Regions from separate parts of the Mus musculus genome. Here all the other regions are linked to region 1. A link is a contact called in public HiCAR-type and promoter capture Hi-C data. All regions are on one chromosome and are shown on one strand. The core of a region is the stretch at or near the end of the contact, and the rest is flanking DNA. Distances in the headings are between cores, read along the strand shown. Region 1 holds the start of Lxn (latexin). Region 2 overlaps Iqschfp (Iqcj and Schip1 fusion protein). Region 3 overlaps Iqschfp (Iqcj and Schip1 fusion protein). Region 4 holds the start of Ptx3 (pentraxin related gene). Region 5 has its middle 14 kb from the start of Il12a.

Region 1 (3,830 bases), core at 1,060-3,559:
GTTCTTCAGGCAGCAGTGCCCTAGGATTAGCTCACAACCAATGTCATTTATGAATGAGAGGAAAGCTGGTGAGAGAACACGTCAGTGCAAGGCTGTGTTGAACACTTTGCGCAGACTAAACCCAGAAAGCAATTCTGTTTCTGGTCTTTATTTTATAGGTGTGAGACCTGAGAGAGGGAGAGAGGCGAAGTAACAGACAAATGTGACTGCTACCTACCTCCATAGCCAGGGTTTGCATCAACAGCAGTACCCTTAACCACACATTTTCCTAGAATGCTAACAGGAAAATAGAAACTGACCAGACCCCTGACTGGCATGGTCACTGCGTTGTCACTGGTGGGCACTGAACGAGAACAGACTGAAAGACGAGACTGACTGGCAGGCAGGCAGGCAGGCAGGCATGCTGAAGGGCAAAGACTAGCCTGGAGTCACACTGCTGGCAACCCGTGAAAGACTTTGTCAAAATATCATGTCATATTAAGAATTGTGGGTTTTTAAAAAAAAAAAATCTATAATTTGTAGATTTATTTTTACTTTTTTTTTTTTTTGTTTTTTTTTTGAGACAGGGTCTCACTATTTTGCCCTGGGTCATCTGAAACTCTCAAGAGATCCCCCTGCCTCTGTCTTCTAAGTGCTTGTATTAAAAGCATGAGCCACCATGACTGGCCATTTTGATTTTATATTCATACTAAGTTATAAGCCACAGTATTTTTTTTATCTTGTTTAATGCTCATACTGTAATATAATACCAGTAGTATAAAGTATATAATCCTGGGGACTCATAATAACTTATTACCTTGAAGACAATCTACATATTACTCAAGTCTGAAGATAATGGACTGAATATCAACCACTGGTGAGATTGTAGTAGGTAACCAAGACCCAAGTGGGACTGAACAGACAACTCAGTGGTTGAAAACACTTTCTGCTCTTGCAGACTGGGATTTGATTCCCTGCAACATGGTGGCTCACAGTCATCTCTAACTCCAGTCCCATGGAATTTGACACCTTTTACTGACACCTCCTTGGGCAATAGGGACACACACACACACACACACACACACACACACATCATGCAGGCAAAAACTCTAAGAAAGACATTTTAAAAGAAGGCACAAGGCTAGGAATGATATTCTTGCAATTCAGTTTATTTAATGTTTAAATGAAAAAGTTTCCCTTTTAAGTAATAATTACAATTTTAAGAAACCTCAAGTGCCATCATGCCAGTCTATACTAATTATTAAATACAGAATCTTTGACTATTCGTTAGACTTTAAAATGCTCACTTTGGAAGCCCATACTCACACACACACTCTCTCCTAAAGGGGTTGGCTTACAGCTAAAAAGACAAACATTTCCAATATCAAGAGAAAAAAAAAAAGTTAGACTTGTTATCCCCTAGCTGCTTCATTGCTGTTGGCTAACATAACTAGAAAAGATGGGGAATGAACGAACTGAGTTGGTTGGTATTTAATAATCCACTGGGCCCAAAGAAAGTCCTCAGTTATAGGAAAGCTCCATTAGCACACGAGGAAAGCAACACGTGTCCCACAGGGCACCTTCCCCTTCTCTGCAGAGTGGCTGCAACATAGACAGTCTACCCAGAAAGCCTCCAACCATCTACCTTTTAAGAGAAATAGAGATGGGGCTGGAGAGTTGGCTCGGCAGCTGAGGCAGAGGACTTGAGTTTGGTCCCCAGCACCCATACTGTGTGGCACACAACTCCAGCTCCCGGGTAATCTGATGTGCCTGCACACACGTGTGCACATACACATAAAAAGTCATTAAAATAGGATTTCAAGAAAGATGGGAGTGGTGGTTCACGCTCATTAAGCTTTATATTTCTAAGATCACTAAGGTCTTATGAATGGGGAAGTATTTCCTCTGATCCTGACCAGTCTCCCAACGTTTTAAAATGGCTTTTCTGCTTTCCCACTCTGGATCTGCCTCTAAAGGAACCTGGCTGAGCAAGAGTCTCACAAAGGGAAGGGTAAGGGCTGAATTACACTTGGAGCACTTTGCCCCCTGCCCCGTGACAGCCCGTTTGAAAAAGGAGAGGTGTACTCTAATCTGTACGTGAAACAGCCAGCGATTCCTCATCCGGCAGCTGAAGCCCTCAGAAGGACCCATCGAGGCAAGGCCAGAAAGCCCTTCCCCTTCCTCCAGGTTCTCCCTCCCGCTCCACACCTGCCCAGACCCGCGGGAGCCGGAGGGAATGCCCGAGCTTTTCTCCCGGAGGTGCCCGCCTACCCCAGGGCGGGGCCGAGGCTCCCGGCAGAGCCACTGCCCGAACGGTTTCCTGAGTGAAGGAGGAAGAGGGAAGGAAGGCGCTGAGGAGCGAGCAAGCGCGCACGCCCAGCCCAGCTACCGACTGACTTCACCACCTCACCGACACCCACTTGGACACCCACTCGGCTGGCCAGCACTCCACACTGACGGGACCCTGGCTGCACCCGCCGTGATCTCTTTGAACTAGGATAGCCCGCGCTGTCTCCCCCAAGATGGAAATCCCACCCACCCACTATGCTGCGTCCAGGGCCGCCTCGGTGGCGGAGAACTGCATTAACTACCAGCAGGGGACTCCCCACAAGCTGTTCCTGGTGCAGACGGTCCAGCAGGCCAGCAAGGAGGTGAGTCTGCGAGGAGAAGCCCTGCGATCGGCTCCCCCTACTGCCCCCACCCCATCCCGGCCGCGGGACCCTGCTCTGCCTCTGAATAGCATTGCTATGAGCTCCCCTATATGGGACTCATCCCAGAACTGTTTGCTTTCACGGTAAAGCAGAGGACCTATGCAGCCAGATTTTGTGCATATTAGTTTAAGGGATTGGGAAATACACGGGGTTAATCTCACCCTTTCCTGTGGAGAGAAGAGGTCTAGGGAAGACAGCATTCTAAACAATCTGGAAGCTGTTATAGTTTCTCCATCTGCCGCTAGCTAGCCTTGGCCAACAAAAGCTCATGGCCTCCAAACGACTCCATAAACTTTTAAGAGTAACTCTTAAGCCCTTTGCCCAAAACGACGGGAAAACGCAAGAAATTCGCCCCGAGGAAAAAACAAAGGCAGTGTGGGCTGCTCGGGCTCCAGCCGCCCACATCCTGCCTGACATGCAGCCTTGCCTCTGCTGAAGCCGGCTAGGCTAAAGGGCCTCACCTACCTAGCGAGTGTCCCTATTTTTTTTTTCTTACAGCTCAAGATTTTTTTGGCTGACAAAGAAATGATTTTTATTTTCGAAACTGTACTAGATAATATAAATTAGTTACACACTTCAAAACTGGCTTTCATTTAAAAGGGGGATATCTAAATGATCTATTCATAAGGTCTTTTGAAGTGGTGTTTGACAGGACAGTATCAACAGCACTTACACACACTGTCTCTGAGCACTTGGCACTCATCCACCACACGTCGTTTACTCACTGAACACTCTGGTACCCCCGGCTTTAAGACAAACCCTTCCAAAGATGTGCCTACTGCCACTGCATCTGTGTCCTCTGTACGTTTCCACCCGCTTCCTAGACCTACCTAAATAAACTTGCTAGATACTGCCAAGTCCATGCTAGACACCCGATGACCGCCTTCCTGAGCAGCCGGGCTTGGGAAGCGATGAAGGATGGTAAGATGTACAGTCATGAGGAACGTCAGAACAAGACCCCTGGGATGTTTTAAAAGACGCAAAACTTTAGTGTATTTCTTCCCACCAGCCACCCTCCCAGTCACGTAATAAGAATGTCCTAACTAAAAAGATGTGATATATTACAGTATTCTTTTCTCCACTATATTTTTTTCTTAATTTTAGGATATCCCAGGAAGAGGGCACAAGTACCATCTTAAG
Region 2 (3,906 bases), core at 983-3,482, 1.0 Mb before region 1:
AACAGATAGTAGCAGTCTCCACCCACCCCAGTGCAAGCCTTAGCCACAAGAAATGAAAAGTTTTGAGCGGAGTCGCTGGCCATAAAAGGAACTCACTAAGCCCTGCTACTGTTCTACTCTGCTTTCTGTTGCTGTGATAAACACTAGGACCAAAAACAACTTGGGAAGGAAGGGTTTATTTCACCTCAAAGGTTGCAATCCACCATGATAAGAAGTCAAAGCAGAAGCCAACAGAAGTCCATTGCTTGCTGGCCTGCTCCCAGGCTCACGTTCCCCAACCTTTCTTTTTGTTTGCTTGTTTGTTTCTTTTTCGCCATAGCGTATCTCTATGCAGCCCTGGCTGTCCTGGAATTTTCTCTGTAAGCCCGGCTGACCTCAAATTCTAGGAGATCCAACTGCTTCTGCCTCCTTGCCTCCTAAGTACTAGGATTAAAGATGTGTACCACCACCACCACCACCTGGCTCTGCTACATTTTTTATATATAGCCCACCTAACTGGGGATGGTGCTGCCCACAGTGGGCTAGATCCACTTATATCAATTAGTAAACAAGAGAATGTCCCACCAGCCAATCTGATTGAAGCAATTCTTCAGTTTAGGATCACTCTTTCAAAGGTTTCAGGTTGGCAATCCGGATTAGCCACCACAGCTACTGTTCTTACAATTAAACACCACACAGTGGGGATGTGGTTGCTCTTTCATAGTTTTTGCTAGTGTTTTACATTTTTAGAAGGGAGGGTGTCAAAGGATAGACAGGCCCATCTCTCTCTCTCTCTCTCTCTCTCCTCTCTCTCTCTCACCACTTGGTGAACTACCTGCCTGCTTTTCTGAAAAGCGTCATAGAAACAACTTTAAAACACAACTCTTTTTTTTATATGAATGCTCTTTTTTTTTAATTAGGTATTTTCTTCATTTACATTTCAAATGCTATCCCAAAAGTCCCCCATATCCTCCCCCTCCACGCCCCACTCCCCTACCCACCCACTCCCACTTCTTGGCCCTGATGTTCTCCTGTACTGAGGCATATAAAGTTTGCAAGACCAAGGAGCCTCTCTTCCCAATGATGGCCAACTAGGCCATCTTTTGATACATATGCAGCTAGAGACATGAGCTCTGGGATACTGGTTAGTTCATATTGTTGTTCCACCTATAGGGCTGCAGACCCCTTCAGCTCCTTGGATACTTTCTCTAGCTCCTCCATTGGGGGCCCTGTGTTCCATCCAATAGCTGACTGTGAGCATCCACTTCTCTTAATTCAAAGCAGAGTGAGCAGATTTATCCCTTTAGAACTTAAAGGCTTGCATCTTAGAACATGCAAAACAAAAAACAAAAAACAAAAAAATAAAAAAACACACAATCCACAAAGTAAGGAATGGTTGCAGAGCAGTTCTTACTTGAAAATGAGATCTATAGCATAGTATTTATTATAGGTTGTTATTCCTGATAAGCATGAGGCTGCTGTTTGGCTCCAGGGCAGGCTAATAACCCTTCCTTATGGTAAGTTTCATCTGCATCAAGGTCTGAGATCACAGAGGACAAACTTGCCTACAACGTAGCAAACTCTGCTGCCATGTCTGCACAATGCTACTTACACCATGAACACAGCAGGCTGAGTTCCCATGTGCCTGTCATGCTTACCCTTTCCATGTCACAGATGCTCCCTTACTCCCATCCAGTCACCCCATAAATGGTATGATGGGACACAGAGCAGGACATGCGGGTAAGGGTGTATGCACCAGATGCCCCTGGGCAGATGAGTCCTGTGGTCTGTGTACGTATTCATAGATCATGTCCAGTTTATGATAACTAGCATATTTCTGTCTCTTTGTGTGATTATTTCCCTGCCTGCAGCCTAAAGAACACTGGGCCAGTGGCTTGAAGGCTGATCAAAGCTTCAAGATTCCATGATTTGGTTAAAGATGTCTATTTAAGTGCTAACAGGCCTACAACTGGCACAATCTGAGTTTGAGTTTTATGCCATAGGAGTGTATGCTTAGGGTTACGAGTTAGGGTTCCTGTTGTGAACAATGAAGCCAGCAGCTCTGATGTTAAGACACAGAGTGAACAGGAGCAGTAGCTGAGGGAGGGAAAGAAGCCACAGCCACATTTCCTACAGGACAAGGCTAGGCAGCAGTTATGTCTAACAACAGCTCAGAGGACCTCACAGCCAGCACACGGAACCTCTAGTCCAAGGCTGGCTGCCCTTCCACCCACGCAGAGCTGGCAGAGGAACAGCTGAGATGGAAGCTCTCAGAGCATGAGTCAGCCACTTGTAATCACTCACTAACCAAAGGCACACAGCACACAAAGGAAAGAGGTCAATTCCCTAACGGAAACTGCAGAGCTTCAGGAAGGTAACTCATGTCGGCCTTCACACCCACATGCATCCTCTGCAGGAGGGTACGCTGACGATTACAGCCTGGGACAGGACACCAGGGTTCCTTCTGCCCAGAGAAGGGCATCTAATGAATTGGCAGGAACACATGAACTGAAGCAGTCATTCAAGACATTTTGGTTTGGGAAACGGTTTTGCTGAAAGAAATGCTAGGTTAGTGCTATCATAATCTACACTACATCAAACATGTAATTAGGAAAAGATTTTAACAAGCCTCAGGGAAGAATTCACCATCCTGTCAGCCAAATACAAAAAAAAAAAAAGGAGTAAAGAGGAAATTTTTATGAGACTACACTGCGTCACTTGAACAAGCCTCTACTAGTGACATACTATGCCCAGAACACATTCAGGTTTCAAATTTTAAAACTCTAATCATCTGGTCAGCCAATAAATGTTGAACATCCCAATTTCCTGATTTCTCTTCCTTTTTGCATGTATGCAGGAGTCTCAACACTCTTTTTATGCCATTTCCAATCTCCTGGGTATGTTCCTTATAACTAATCCAGTCCTCTAAACCACAGGCCACGTCTACCTGTCTGTTTAAACTGTCGATCCCCTCCTCTGCCAGGCTTTACCCAGCACAGTCACAAAAGCCCAACGGACTTGCTTTGGAGACTACACTCCCACATGGTTCCTTGGTGAATACAGAATTAGAGCCAATGAGAAGTGACAGTTTGTGGTTGTCCACAGCCCATTTAGAGGGATGAGGACACCAACCCACCCACAAAACTTTCCACCCAAAATTTGTCCTGTCTAAAAGAAATGCAGGGACAAAGATGGAGCAGACTAGAAGGGATGGCCAACCAATAACCAGCCTAAATTGAAACCCATCCCATGGGCAAGCACTAATCCCTGACATTATTTATGATACTCTGCTATGCTTGCAGACAGGAGCCTAAGATCACTGCCCTCTGGGAGGTTCTACCCATCGGCTGACTGAAACAGATGCAGAAACCTATAGTCAAATTATTGGACAGAGGTCGGGGGAAGAATTGAAGGCCCTAAAAGAGATAGCAACCCCACAGGAGGATCAACATAATCAACTAACCTGGACCTTGGGGAACTCTCAGAGACCAAGGCACCAACCAAAGAGCAGGTATGAACGCGTATGTAGCATATATGCACAGATGTAGCAGATGTGCAGCTCAGTCTCCGTGTGGGTCCCCCAACAACTAGAGCAGAGGATCTCCCTATAGCTATAGCCTGACTGTGGATTCTGTTCCCAACAGGGCTGTCCTGTCTGGCCTCAGTGAGAGAGGCTCCTCACTGATGCCTAGCCTACCCTGACAGAGACTTGATGCTCCAGGGTAGGAGGATACCCAGGGGACCCCACCCTCTCAGAGAAGAAGAGGAGGGGAGATGGGGGGGGGAGTCTCAGTGAGGAGCGGACTGGGAAGGCAGGCAGCATTTGATGTAAATAAATAAATTAATTTTAAAAAGAAAAGAAAAACAGAAAAGTCTGCGGGTAAGGGTGCAGATTGCCTCTGCTTAGGAACTCTTTCTGACACCCCT
Region 3 (3,971 bases), core at 265-2,764, 1.1 Mb before region 1:
AGGAGGCCCTGGGTTTGGTCCTAAGAAGAGGTGCAGGGAGGGAGAGAGACTGAGGAAAAAGAAGGGGAGGTGGGAAGAGGAGAATAGAAAGAAAGAAAGAGAGAGAGAGGAAGGGAGGGAGGGAGGGAGGGAGGAAGGAAGGAAGGAAGGAAGGAAGGAAGGAAGAAAAAAGAAAGAAAGAAAGAGAGAGAGAGAAAGAAAGAAAGGAAGGAAGGAAGGAAGGAAGGAAGGAAGGAAGAAAGAAAGAAAGAAAGAAAGAAAGAAAGAAAGAAAGAAAGAAAGAAAGAAAGAAAGAAAAGAGTGGGTTGGAAAGGCAGGTTGTCAGTGAATACTTGCCTCAAGTAAGTACGGAAGAACCCGGAGAGAGACAATGATGGACAGCTTAGCAGGATCTCTGAGGTAAGCTGGAGGAGCTAAGGATAAGGAGGGATGAAGGACCGCATGCCGGTAATAGGCATGAGTTATGAAGGAGGGCATAAAGCTAATTGTTTTTCTAGCTGTCACAGTCTTGCTTGTTTGGATGGGTGCATAAAGTATATTTAGCATTAAACGAGTGTAACGTAGTTGAAGCTTCAGAGGTCCTGTTTTGAATGCCAAGTCTAGCTGTTTAGAAAGAAGAAGTTCTACCTACTAGTGCCAGCCTTGGGTCTGCTTAATTTTGGTGTGTGATATTTTCATTTATTGCATACATTTTAAAATAATAAAGCTTACAAAAAAAAGAAAGAAAGAAAAAGTGCAAACCTGCCAGATGATATATCATGAGGCAGGATGGCAAAATCTTGGGGTGAAACCAGCAGGCATGGAGGGATTCTCCAGACTGGACTGGGCTTGGGTGTGCATCTCCTTCATTCAGCGACTGCTCGTTGCCCTGTGTCTCTCTGTTCTGGCATATAGGATGTTTAAAGCATTGGCAATGGAGGTGCAGAAGCCTCGTAGCTGGTCCCTATAGTGCTGGGTTCAGCTTTGCTGAATTCCTGCTGCAAGGCAGAGATCTGGGTTGCTCTCTGATTCTCAGGTCTCAGAGCATACCAACTGCCGGAAATGGAGTCCAGCAAACATTTAATAAACGTATAATCTATGTGTAAGGCAGAGCCCTCTAAAAATTGACACAAGGATCTTGTCCTTAGGGGTCTTTCTCTAATGGGTGAAGCAGACACAGGTTACAGCCTTGTGAAGAGGTGCTCACGAGTGAGAAGAGTGCAGGGGAGACATTTGATGGGGAGGAAGTTTTCTGCAGGAGGTGTTGGCATTTGCGCCTTGAATGTAGCTGGCAAAAGGTGTGGGCAGGTGGTGTGTGGGCGGAAGGCAGCCCAGCTGGAGGCAGCACAGCAGGGACAAAGAGTGTGGGGGCAGCGAGCAATCCGGAGGGAAGAGGGAGGGGGAGAGAGGGAGAAGTGCTTCTGCCAGGGTTTGGATCCCTGCCAGGCCTTGAATCCACGCAAAAGGGTCTGGACTCCATCCGAAGGGACTGGAGAAACATTAAAGATTCCTGATTGCGCCTGAAGAAGGGACTCTGTGCTGGGGAGGGAGGTGGATGGGAGCTAGTCACATGCCCTTTTATCTCTTCTGTGTCTCCATTCCCACAGTGGCTACAGTAGCTAGGAATTCAAGGGTGTGATCTAGATCAGAGCTGGTCATTTAAGCTACAGCAAGTGGGGGGTGGGGGGGATGAAAGCCTGTCATTGTTTCCCATTCTGTACTTACCCCCAAACAACACTGCAGGAGAAGAGAAAAAAATAGTTGGGAGTTTTTAAGCTCAATGGACCCCCTTGACCTAAACTTGTGCTTACAAGTTAACAATATTTCTAAGCCGTCCATCAGAATCAATTTAGAAGAATTTGGCCTTTTGAAGGCTGCCAGGCCTGAAGCAGTGGGCAAGATTCTCTGCTTGAAGAAGAGATTGGCTTCCTCCCAAGACTGGAAAATGGAGGTCGACAGCAGACAGCTCTGCTTTTTAACGGGGTGAAGACCGAAAGTGACAACGCATGACTTAGTGAGCTGGAGGTTCATGTGAACCCCTCGGAAGGGAGATCAGAAAAGCAGGGTGACTTGAAACTACCATGGAAAATTCCCCAGCAGAATTCCTCTGCCCACTCTCCCTTGGCTCAGGTAGCTTGGGGCACAGGATATCTATCCAGACACTGGCTTCAGAGGAGACACATAAGCTCTTGGCCAGCATATCACCAACAGCGCAGGATCGATTGAGCCTCTATCAGCCTGGAACAGTGGAGACGGAAGTGACACGTGGCTTGATGAGGTTCCAAAAACACAGAAGAAACAGTCACAGGAGCAAGGTGGCTCTAAATTAGTAATGGCTGACTTGCTTGTGCAGAGGCATGGCCTCTGGCAGAGGACCAGACAATGGCTATGCTGTGTCAACAGGCAAAACCCCATTTCAGAGATGAGAAAATGGACGTAAGGGGAAAGAGGGCAACCCGCATCCCTCACAGAAAGGCAAGTCCGAAGAGGGAAGGAGGAGAGTATTCACAATGCCTTTTTACTTGGTCAGACATGTCTGCCCATGCACGGTACTGGAGACCTTAGAAAAGAAGCCATTCTCATACAGCAATGGAAACCAAACACAGACAGTGAAGTAAAATTGGTACTCATTGGTGGTGGCAAATGCTTACTATAAAGACAAATTTGGGAACTATAATGAAAAGTAGGAAAACTTGAGGCTTGTCTAAAGAGGCGGCACCCCCAGAAAAGGCCTGAAGAAAGAACAAGGTGTAGGGTAGGGTTGCTCAGTGCACTGTGAATTCCAGATGAAGGGCTAACAATGTTTTAGCACAAGTATGCACCCAATGGTAAATGTGACAAGCCTCTGGGGGTGGGGTTGGGGAGGGGAGTGTACCAGGTGGACCAGAGGGACTGAACGGACGAGTAAAGGCAAGCAGAGCTGGACCCCAGGAGGAAATGGAGGTGAGGGGATGGAGAGGTGGGAGACACTGGTATAAAGCCCAGGTCCTGTGAATAACAAGGTTCCTCTTCTAAGCGGGATGATAAACTTTCAAGATATTTGGGGATGTGGCACATGATAAGACCTTGATTTTAACAGCTTATTCTGGATACCATGTTGGAAACAAACTGTGAGTGATGAGAGACAAGGACAGAGACCAGTAAGTCGTTTAGAAGAACCCTGTTGCCATCTGATGATATAGCACTGGCAGCATCTATATGTGTGCGCCAAGATATGCACACAGCATTCAGGAGCCTGGAGTCTGAGCCCCCACTCATAGCTGCTCCATTAGAAGGCCCTCCAGAAATCCCACTAGACATCACGGATGCGAGAAAATAATCAACCTGCCAACGAACCTCTGTTAACCCCTTAGGAGCGCTCACCTGCTGGGATTGGCGACATGGGCATTCAGCACTGGGGAGGCACAGGCCGGATGACATTTGTGAGCTCCAAGCCTGTCTTGTATACAGAGTGAAATTCTGGTTCAAAAAAATAAAACAAAACAAAAAGCCCTACTAGCCTAAGCAATATGCCACAACTGCTCTACACTGCCATTTTAACATACAAATAGGTCCCAGGCCAAAAAAAAAAAAAAAAAAAAGCGGCGGCGGGGGGGGGGGGGGCAAGTTTCTGAGGAAAAAAAATGTTGATAACACCAGTGACTTGGGACTGCATCAAGCTAAGGATTTAGAGAAATCATTTTTTTCTAAACCCAATCGTATGTGACGCCAGATGGGTTCTAAAACTAAGGTTTCTAAGCAGGATTAAGACTTGGCATCAGGGCTAACATTTCTGTTTTTGTTAGCTAGCCCTGAAGGGAAGCATTTCAGAAGAGTCCACACACGTGCCCCCATTGGTGATACACCGTCTATTAACTATCATCACAACCCCAACACGCATGATTTTACTGCAGAAAGAAGCAATAAAGCCTTCAAAACTGTTAAACATACAGTGCCACTGTTAAATACTCAGTTCCTGACAAGTCACATCTGTCTTCCTTTGGAAGAAACAT
Region 4 (3,425 bases), core at 729-3,228, 1.2 Mb after region 1:
ATAGGGCACTAATTTTCTAGAATAATCTACAACAAAACATCACTGCTCCCGTCAGAAATTTGACTTAAGAACCCGAATTACTAGGCTCCAATGTTCTTCCTGTTTTGTTAGCTTTTAAGAGTATACCAAAGGGGCCCTCATCAGTTGGGAGTTTTATGGAGTTCATGTGGGGCTTTGACAAGTTGCACAGTCTGAATAGTCCCTTTCTTGTGTGGTCCTGGGGGACTGGATAAAGCCGTCATCTACTCCCTCTGACTCCTGCGCCTGACTTTATAAAGCATGCCCCCCTTGACCTTCACTGTGGAACTAAACTGGGATGAGGGAACCCTGAAGGGATTCTGCTGAGTCTGCAGGAGATCCAATTAGGCTCCAGTCAACTCAGAAGGAGCAGAGGGGGAGGAGTCGGCCAAGGGGCTGGGAAAGTCGCTGAAGTTAGCCAGGGCCCTGAAATAGTCGGAGGAAACAGGAGCTGGCCTAAAGAAAGTGACGGGATAAAATTAGAAGACTTGGAAATCCCTAACGGAGGGACTCGGGGCAGCGAGGAGGGTCACTGTTAAACACCTGCCAATGGACTCCTTCAATATCTGGTCGGATCCGGTATCAGGAACCTCTGACGTCAACTTCCAGACTGATGGTTTAAATCCTCGTTTTTTTCTTTTGGGTTCCTCGGGCTTGGAAATACTTTTAAAAGGCAATGAGCCTGCCTGGCGTGGTGTGAGCTCTGTGAGTGTGCCTATGAAAAGTACTGGGGCTCTGAGTGTGAGGGTCCCCACAAAAGCTTGCCTCTAGGGACAGAGCCGACCGTGGGCTTACCTGCGGGCAGCCAGTGGCGGGCGACCCAGCTCTGCACGGCGCTCAGGTCGGCGCGCGTCCGCCGCAGTTCCTCCAGCACAGCGCCTAGGCCAGGCACTGTCGCCTCGGGTCGCCGCGCCTCCGCGTCCTCCAGGCGCGCCAGCCTGAGGCTCGCGTCACGGCTCTCCTGCAGCAGCGGCTCCAGCGCCCGCACCAGCCTGGCGTCTGCGGGGCCACCGGCTGCGCACGGCCTCGCCATGCCGCCCGCCAGCCGCCCCAGCTCTGCCCGCAGCCGCTGCAGCTCTCCACGGAGGACGTCGTCGGTGGCCTGCAACAGCATGCCCTCCCGCATCTGCGAGTTCTCCAGCATGATGAACAGCTTGTCCCACTCCGAGTGCTCCTGGCGGCAGTCGCATGGCGTGGCTAGAACGCAGGACACACACAAGTGTTATCAGCTTGTCCTGGGTGGCCATGGGTTGCACTCTTGGTGACTCCAAGTTTCAGCCTGTCCCCAGCAACCGCTCTCCTTCTAAGGATAGCTCTGAAAACAGCGTGCGTGTAAACTCAAAGATGACACAGGACTATTCTTTATAGGACATGTTAAACTAACTGAGAAAATGCCATTAATATAGCTAAAAACAGTTAAAGATTTCGTATAACTTAACTCATCATAAATGTTACAAAAATAATTTAAAACCTCTGGCTTTTCTCAGATAGTCCTTGCTTTCTTGCTTTCCTTTTTTCCCCCAGTCCTTGCTTTCACAAATAAAGTATAATTTTAGCTTGCTTCATTGGCTATCTATGTTAATTATGTTAATCGCGCCCCCCAAAAAGTGAGTTATGTAGTTTTGATACGCTGAGAGAGTTAAAAATGAACTTACGGTCCTCGGTGGGATGAAGTCCATTGTCTATTTCGTTGTCCAAATTCACATACATGAGCTCGTAGTCATCCGAGGTCTCAGCCACTACTGCAGACCAGAGAGCACAAAGCAGGATCGCAGGGAGGTGCATTGCTGGAGAGGCGAAATTTGCTTCGCAGCCGCAGGGGAAGAAGCGAGACTCTACAGTGATCCGAGTTTGAGCCCGGGAGAGATAGTGTGAGGCAGGAGTGAAGCCCTTAATAAACGCTCCAAAGCATGAGCGGGATGAATGACTAATGTCGGTGGCACAGCGCGAGGGAGTTCCCCTGGATTTGGGGGAGGGGGTTGGGTGGGAGGGCAAGGGAGCTGAAGAGGTTGCACAATGTTAAACCACCGAGGTCCACACTGCAGGCAGATTAATTAGAGGCGAGTCAGGGGGAGAAGGGGAGGGAAGCTGGACTTTTCTGGTGCCCCTGAGGATTAGTTGCTGTAACCTGAAGTGCTAGCGCTTTGGGGGGTGAGGAGCACAGAGGTACAGGGCGAATTATCATTTTGGCATTTGGTGTGAGCTTTCATTACTCCACAACCCCTGAAGTTATGGAAAACTTTTTTTTTTCACTTTTCCTTTGGATACTTTCTCAAGACCAAGCTATAGAAAATGATTCCGTGACTCCAAAATAACCCATTAAGAATTTTTATGACTCTAGAAGTCAATCTTGACTAACTAGTCTTGACTCCTCTGGTGGAGCAACTAAAAAACACAGTATGGCTGGGTCAAAACCCAGTAAAACAGGAAAGTGAGGGCGGGAATATAGTGGCTTTAGGTGCTTGGGTATTCTTGACATATCCTATCAAGGTCCTGTTTTAAATTTACATTAGTGACTGTGTGTGTGTGTGTGTGTGTGTGTGTGTGTGTGTGTGTGTAAAACCTGCCCCCTCCCCCAGTGCAAAGTACCTAGATAGGTGTTGATAAGTCATAATAATAGTGATAAAAAATTAAAACATTTGAATAAACTCCAAATAAAGCAAGATCTAAAAAACTACACAGATCTAGAGGGAACCACTCCCAGAGGATACCCCTGAGCTGATACAAGTCTCCAATATACAAAGGAGATGGAGGGGGAGGGTTACCAGTCACATCCTGATCATGATGGCAGGGCTACTACCCTCAGGCCAGGCCTCTCAGAAGGCTGCCTCTTGGATTTCCATAGGTAAATTCCTCTGCTCCTGACAGAGACTCATGAGTGGCTTTCCTGGCCTGAGTGCCCTCACGCATCTGGAATGCACATGCATGTACCATCCACCACAATAAAAATGAATCCACAGTTAAACATAGCTAGACACGGAGGGAACAGGGCATCATAAGCATGAATCAACACAAAGTCAAAAGGCATCAGGCCCCTGCTCAAGAGCTTCACTTATTTGAGATCACGGCTAAAGACAGGGTATGTTTGAAACCGTTAAAGCCATCAGAAAGCGATGGCAATATGAGACAATACGATATTGTTTAAAGGGCAGTGTGGAGCCACAGCTTTGTAAGGTGCTTTTCTCCTAAGGCTGTGGGCTCGAGTTCAGTTTCTAGAGTCCACATTAAGAAACCTGATGTGGTGCTGTGAGGTCCTAATGCCAGTACAGAGAGCCTCTGGGATCCCTGGCTAAACAGCTAAGCCTATTGGGCAAGTTAAGGCCCACGAGAGACCCTGTCTGAAAAAGCAATGTGGAAGAACTGGATAAAAATGCTTACTGTTCTTTCAATGTCTGTGGATTGTAGCA
Region 5 (3,535 bases), core at 543-3,042, 1.2 Mb before region 1:
GGTTTTGAACCCAGCTCTCTGGTGCCTGGACTGAGGCTCGGCGGATGTAGTCCAGGTAGAGAGGCTCACACAGATATTGTCACTGGTTTGGGACAACTGTATGTCCCTCCTTGTTCTTTTATTAGAAGAGTGAGCAGAGCCTCTCAGTTTCTGAGATGTTTTTATTTAAACCAAATATTTTACTATTAATTCCTGATCAGATGAGGAGGGGGACTCTTCTGTATCCTGAGCTTGCTGGGTTATATTGGTGCTTGGGTTCACAGGAAGCTTCCTCTTCACGTCTTCATGTAGAAGCATATTTCATGACACTCTCTAAGGACCCCTGTTTGATGATTGTGTCCCTATGAGAATGGTGGGGCTGGACATTTGCCCATGGTCTGGAGTTCCTGGGGTAGAGCAGTTGGTGCCTGCTGAAAGGCTTAACCCCAGGTTAGGGGACCTGAGATGCAGTGCTGGGATGGAGATTTCAGACATTTCCAGGCCTCCCTGATACACAGGTCTGAGGAGTTCTGACGATGGCTTTCCAGTTTCTGACGCTGTTGGGAGGCCCTGGGTGAATTCTGACTGCTGGCCAGACTTGCAGTTGTGCCCTGGAGTCCATAGATGGAGTTCTGTTCATTTTTGCCCCGTGTTGATGGACATTCCTTGGTTAGAGTTCCTTGAGCCAGTCACCCACCTTCATCCTGCATTAGCCCATTCACAGCCGGCTCCTGTCTCAGAAGGGCTGAACCCATTTGCTACAAGCTTGATTTTCAGCTGAGAAGACACTCCTTGCATTTATAGCAACATTAGTCTCCTCAGGCAAGCTTGGAAAGCTAAAAAGTAAAAGGTAAAAAGCCAAAAGGTTCTGTTACAGAAATAAGGACACGAGTGGCTTGAATCAATTCTGGGAGTTTTTGTCTTTGCCTTCGTTTCAAAACCTGTTTGAGTAAGAGTATTACTTCCGTTTCCGGTCTCTGTGGGAGACTACCCGACAGGAAGGACTTGAGAAAGCAGGGATTTGTTTGGCTCCTAGTTGGAGGGGATACAGTCCACAGGGCTGGGAGAGGTTGGAATAGCAGTGCCTGCGGCAGGGTCGGCAGTGTCACTCCACGGCTGCCTTAGAGGGCTCTAGCTGGTAGCTGGCTGAGCTGATGCCCTAAAAGCCTGAACCCGATGACCTATTTCTACCATCCAGTCCTCATCTCTTAAAATTTCACAACCTTTTAAAATCTTGTCAGTAGTTGGCGAACCAAGTGTTGGCACACCTAAGCTTTTGTGGGTGCATTTTATATATAAACCATGACAGAAAAGGAAACTTACCTGGCGCATGCACTGAAAAAGCTCTCAAAAATGGAGTCGCTGCGTAGGCAGTCACTGAGGAGAGAGGGTTTGGGGAGGTGCTGTTACCAGGACTCCATTGGGACCCCTGAGCTGCCTCTCTTGGGAGCAGTGTGGAATAGAATATGCGATGTTTGCTTGGTGCTATGGTTTGGACCTGAAATGTTGTTCGAAGACTCAGTCTTGGTTGCCTGCTGATGGTATTGGGGAGTGGTGAAAACTCTAGAAAGTGGGGCACATTTGGAGGACCGAGGTCACAGACACTTGGTCATCAGGATTATTTAGGAACCCTACACCACACCCCTTGCTCTTCTCCTCCTCTGTGAGGAAAACCACTTTGCTCCAGCTCTGCTCTCAGCCCTGGTTCTGCCTCTCTATAAAGGGGTGCAGGAGAAATGGAGCCATCCCCCCCTCCCGCCCCCTGCAACCTCGTGAATGCTAGAGAAATAGTTTAAAAACTGAGCTATCCGTCCAACCCAGGATGTGTTTCTGACTGATACATCTGAACAGGAAGGAAGTCACATTTACTACTGTGGTATATGCTCTGCCAGCAAGGAATTATTTTTAAAGTATGGTAACCACTTAACCACCCAACCAGATATTTAAATTATTAAAAGTCGTACTTATACACATTGTATGTTATAACATGTATAGCTATTTCGAAGGGAGCAAGCATATATTTTTTAATGTTTTGCCTTTGCTTTAGTAATTGGAACTAATTTATGAAGAATACTTTATTGGACTATACTTGGTTTAGAAAAGGAAATGAGAAACCTGGGGAAGCCCGTGGCACTTTCTTTCTTTTTAAATTTAAATTATTTTATTTATTCGCATTCCAGTTGTTGCCTCCCTCAGTCCCCCCTCCCACAGTTCCTCATCGAATTCCTTCTTCCTCTTGCCTCCCAGAGGGTGCTCCACTCAATCCTCCCCCTTTCCTGGGGCCTCTCTAAGATTAAACACATCTTCTCCCAGTGAGGCCAGGCAGTCCTCTGCTACATATGTGCCAGGGGTCTTGGACCAGCCCATGTATTCTCCTGGCTGGTGGATCAGTTTCTGAGTGCTCCCTGGGGTCTGGATTAGGTGACACTGCTGGTCTTCCTATGGGGTTGCCCTCCTTTTCGGATTTTTTAACCCTTCCCCTAATTCAACCATAGGAGTCCCCAACTTCAGTCCAATGGTTGGATGTAAGTATCTGTGTCTGTCTCAGCGGCTGGTAGGGCTTCTCAAAGAACAGCCATTCAGGCTCCTGTCTGTAAGCACATCATAGCATCAGGAATCGTGTCCAGCCTTGGTGGCCCCCCAGGAGATGGATCTCAAGTTGGGCCGGTCATTGGACCTCCTTTCCTTCAGTCTCTTCTCCCGTGGCACTTTCTTTTCACTCCTGTTGTTGAGTGCCAGGAGCTAGAGGCATGCACATTTATAAGTAATGTGACACTTTTTGTACTGGAAGTTTTCTGGGGGAAGTGAAGCAGTCCAGAAGCCTCGGTCACTGTGAGGACGGCATAGTCGTGGAGAGGAAATGCTCCTTTGATTTACTGTGACTTTGATATGGGCAGAGAAAGGTACTTTTCGGGTTTACTGGTACAAATGAGCATGTGCCACCTACCCACCAGGAGAACCGACATGCTTCCAGCCTCAGGCTCCTCTATAGAGTAATGTGAGCAAGCACACACAGCACTCAAAGCGTTAGCTGCTGGTGCACACACACACACACACACACACACACACACACATACACACACACACACACACATACACAACCCTCTCTTTCACACACACATGTATGCACACACACACACACATACACACATACTCACACATACACATACAAATACACACACGTACACACACCCTCTCTCTCATACACACAGGTATGCACACACAGAAACATAGACACACACACAAACACACATGTACACACACACACACACACACACACACACACACACACATACATACACAACCCTCTCTTTCTCACACACATGTATGCACACACTCACATACACACATACACACATACTCACACATACACATACAAATACAAATACACACATGTACACACACCCTCTCTCTCATACACACAGGTATGCACACACAGAAACATAGACACACACACAAACACACATGTACACACACACACACACACACACACACACACACAGAGTCACACACACTCACCTCTAAGGGCTGGCACTGTCATGCTTCGTGAGTAGGA

Evidence for each region. Promoter capture Hi-C pulls out the DNA fragments that hold promoters and counts their contacts. HiCAR-type assays count read pairs that join an accessible place to other places.
Region 2: a promoter capture Hi-C map of hippocampal neurons shows a contact between it and region 1, with 2.2 times the contacts expected there. The contact joins the enhancer-like site here to the promoter of Lxn in region 1. A contact is called at or near these places in 2 of 39 promoter capture datasets (the 3T3-L1 cell line and hippocampal neurons) and 3 of 115 datasets of contacts at active chromatin or transcription factors (astrocytes, embryonic stem cells and stem cell-derived neural progenitor cells).
Region 3: a HiCAR-type map of astrocytes shows a contact between it and region 1, with 4 times the contacts expected there. The contact joins the enhancer-like site here to the promoter of Lxn in region 1. A contact is called at or near these places in 7 of 39 promoter capture datasets (the 3T3-L1 cell line, cranial neural crest, embryonic stem cells and 3 more) and 2 of 115 datasets of contacts at active chromatin or transcription factors (astrocytes and embryonic stem cells).
Region 4: a contact with region 1 is called in a promoter capture Hi-C map of hippocampal neurons, with 6 times the contacts expected there. The contact joins the promoter of Ptx3 here to the promoter of Lxn in region 1. A contact is called at or near these places in 7 of 39 promoter capture datasets (the 3T3-L1 cell line, 3T3-L1-derived adipocytes, hippocampal neurons and 2 more) and 1 of 115 datasets of contacts at active chromatin or transcription factors (astrocytes).
Region 5: a promoter capture Hi-C map of pre-B cells shows a contact between it and region 1, with 2.4 times the contacts expected there. The contact joins the enhancer-like site here to the promoter of Lxn in region 1. A contact is called at or near these places in 3 of 39 promoter capture datasets (the HPC-7 cell line, embryonic stem cells and pre-B cells) and 3 of 115 datasets of contacts at active chromatin or transcription factors (astrocytes, large pre-B cells and pro-B cells).

What each region holds. Positions count from the first base shown.
Region 1 is chr3:67,462,386-67,466,215 of GRCm38.p6, reverse strand. Lxn (latexin) reads left to right here and starts at 2,309. Exons shown (of 6, transcript NM_016753.4): 1 at 2,309-2,630; 2 at 3,795-3,830. The coding sequence starts at 2,502. The region is part of intron 13 of Gfm1 (G elongation factor, mitochondrial 1); the gene reads right to left.
Region 2 is chr3:68,507,192-68,511,097 of GRCm38.p6, reverse strand. All of the region lies in intron 5 of Iqschfp (Iqcj and Schip1 fusion protein), which reads right to left. All of the region lies in intron 2 of Schip1 (schwannomin interacting protein 1), which reads right to left. Among named protein-coding and RNA genes, the nearest start is that of Gm22073, 39 kb to the left of the region's middle. Within about 2 kb of position 2,232, at least 170 of the 459 cell types and tissues checked have an H3K27ac peak or open chromatin away from gene starts, as enhancers often do. A contact at or near this core is called in astrocytes and stem cell-derived neural progenitor cells, where this site is marked.
Region 3 is chr3:68,574,079-68,578,049 of GRCm38.p6, reverse strand. All of the region lies in intron 5 of Iqschfp (Iqcj and Schip1 fusion protein), which reads right to left. All of the region lies in intron 2 of Schip1 (schwannomin interacting protein 1), which reads right to left. Among named protein-coding and RNA genes, the nearest start is that of Gm22073, 28 kb to the right of the region's middle. Within about 2 kb of position 1,514, at least 62 of the 459 cell types and tissues checked have an H3K27ac peak or open chromatin away from gene starts, as enhancers often do. A contact at or near this core is called in astrocytes and hippocampal neurons, where this site is marked.
Region 4 is chr3:66,218,440-66,221,864 of GRCm38.p6, reverse strand. Ptx3 (pentraxin related gene) reads right to left here and starts at 1,978. Exons shown (of 3, transcript NM_008987.3): 1 at 1,674-1,978; 2 at 814-1,215. The coding sequence starts at 1,803. The region is part of intron 4 of Veph1 (ventricular zone expressed PH domain-containing 1); the gene reads left to right.
Region 5 is chr3:68,704,033-68,707,567 of GRCm38.p6, reverse strand. No RefSeq gene overlaps it. Among named protein-coding and RNA genes, the nearest start is that of Il12a, 14 kb to the right of the region's middle. Within about 2 kb of position 1,792, at least 33 of the 459 cell types and tissues checked have an H3K27ac peak or open chromatin away from gene starts, as enhancers often do. A contact at or near this core is called in the HPC-7 cell line, pre-B cells and pro-B cells, where this site is marked.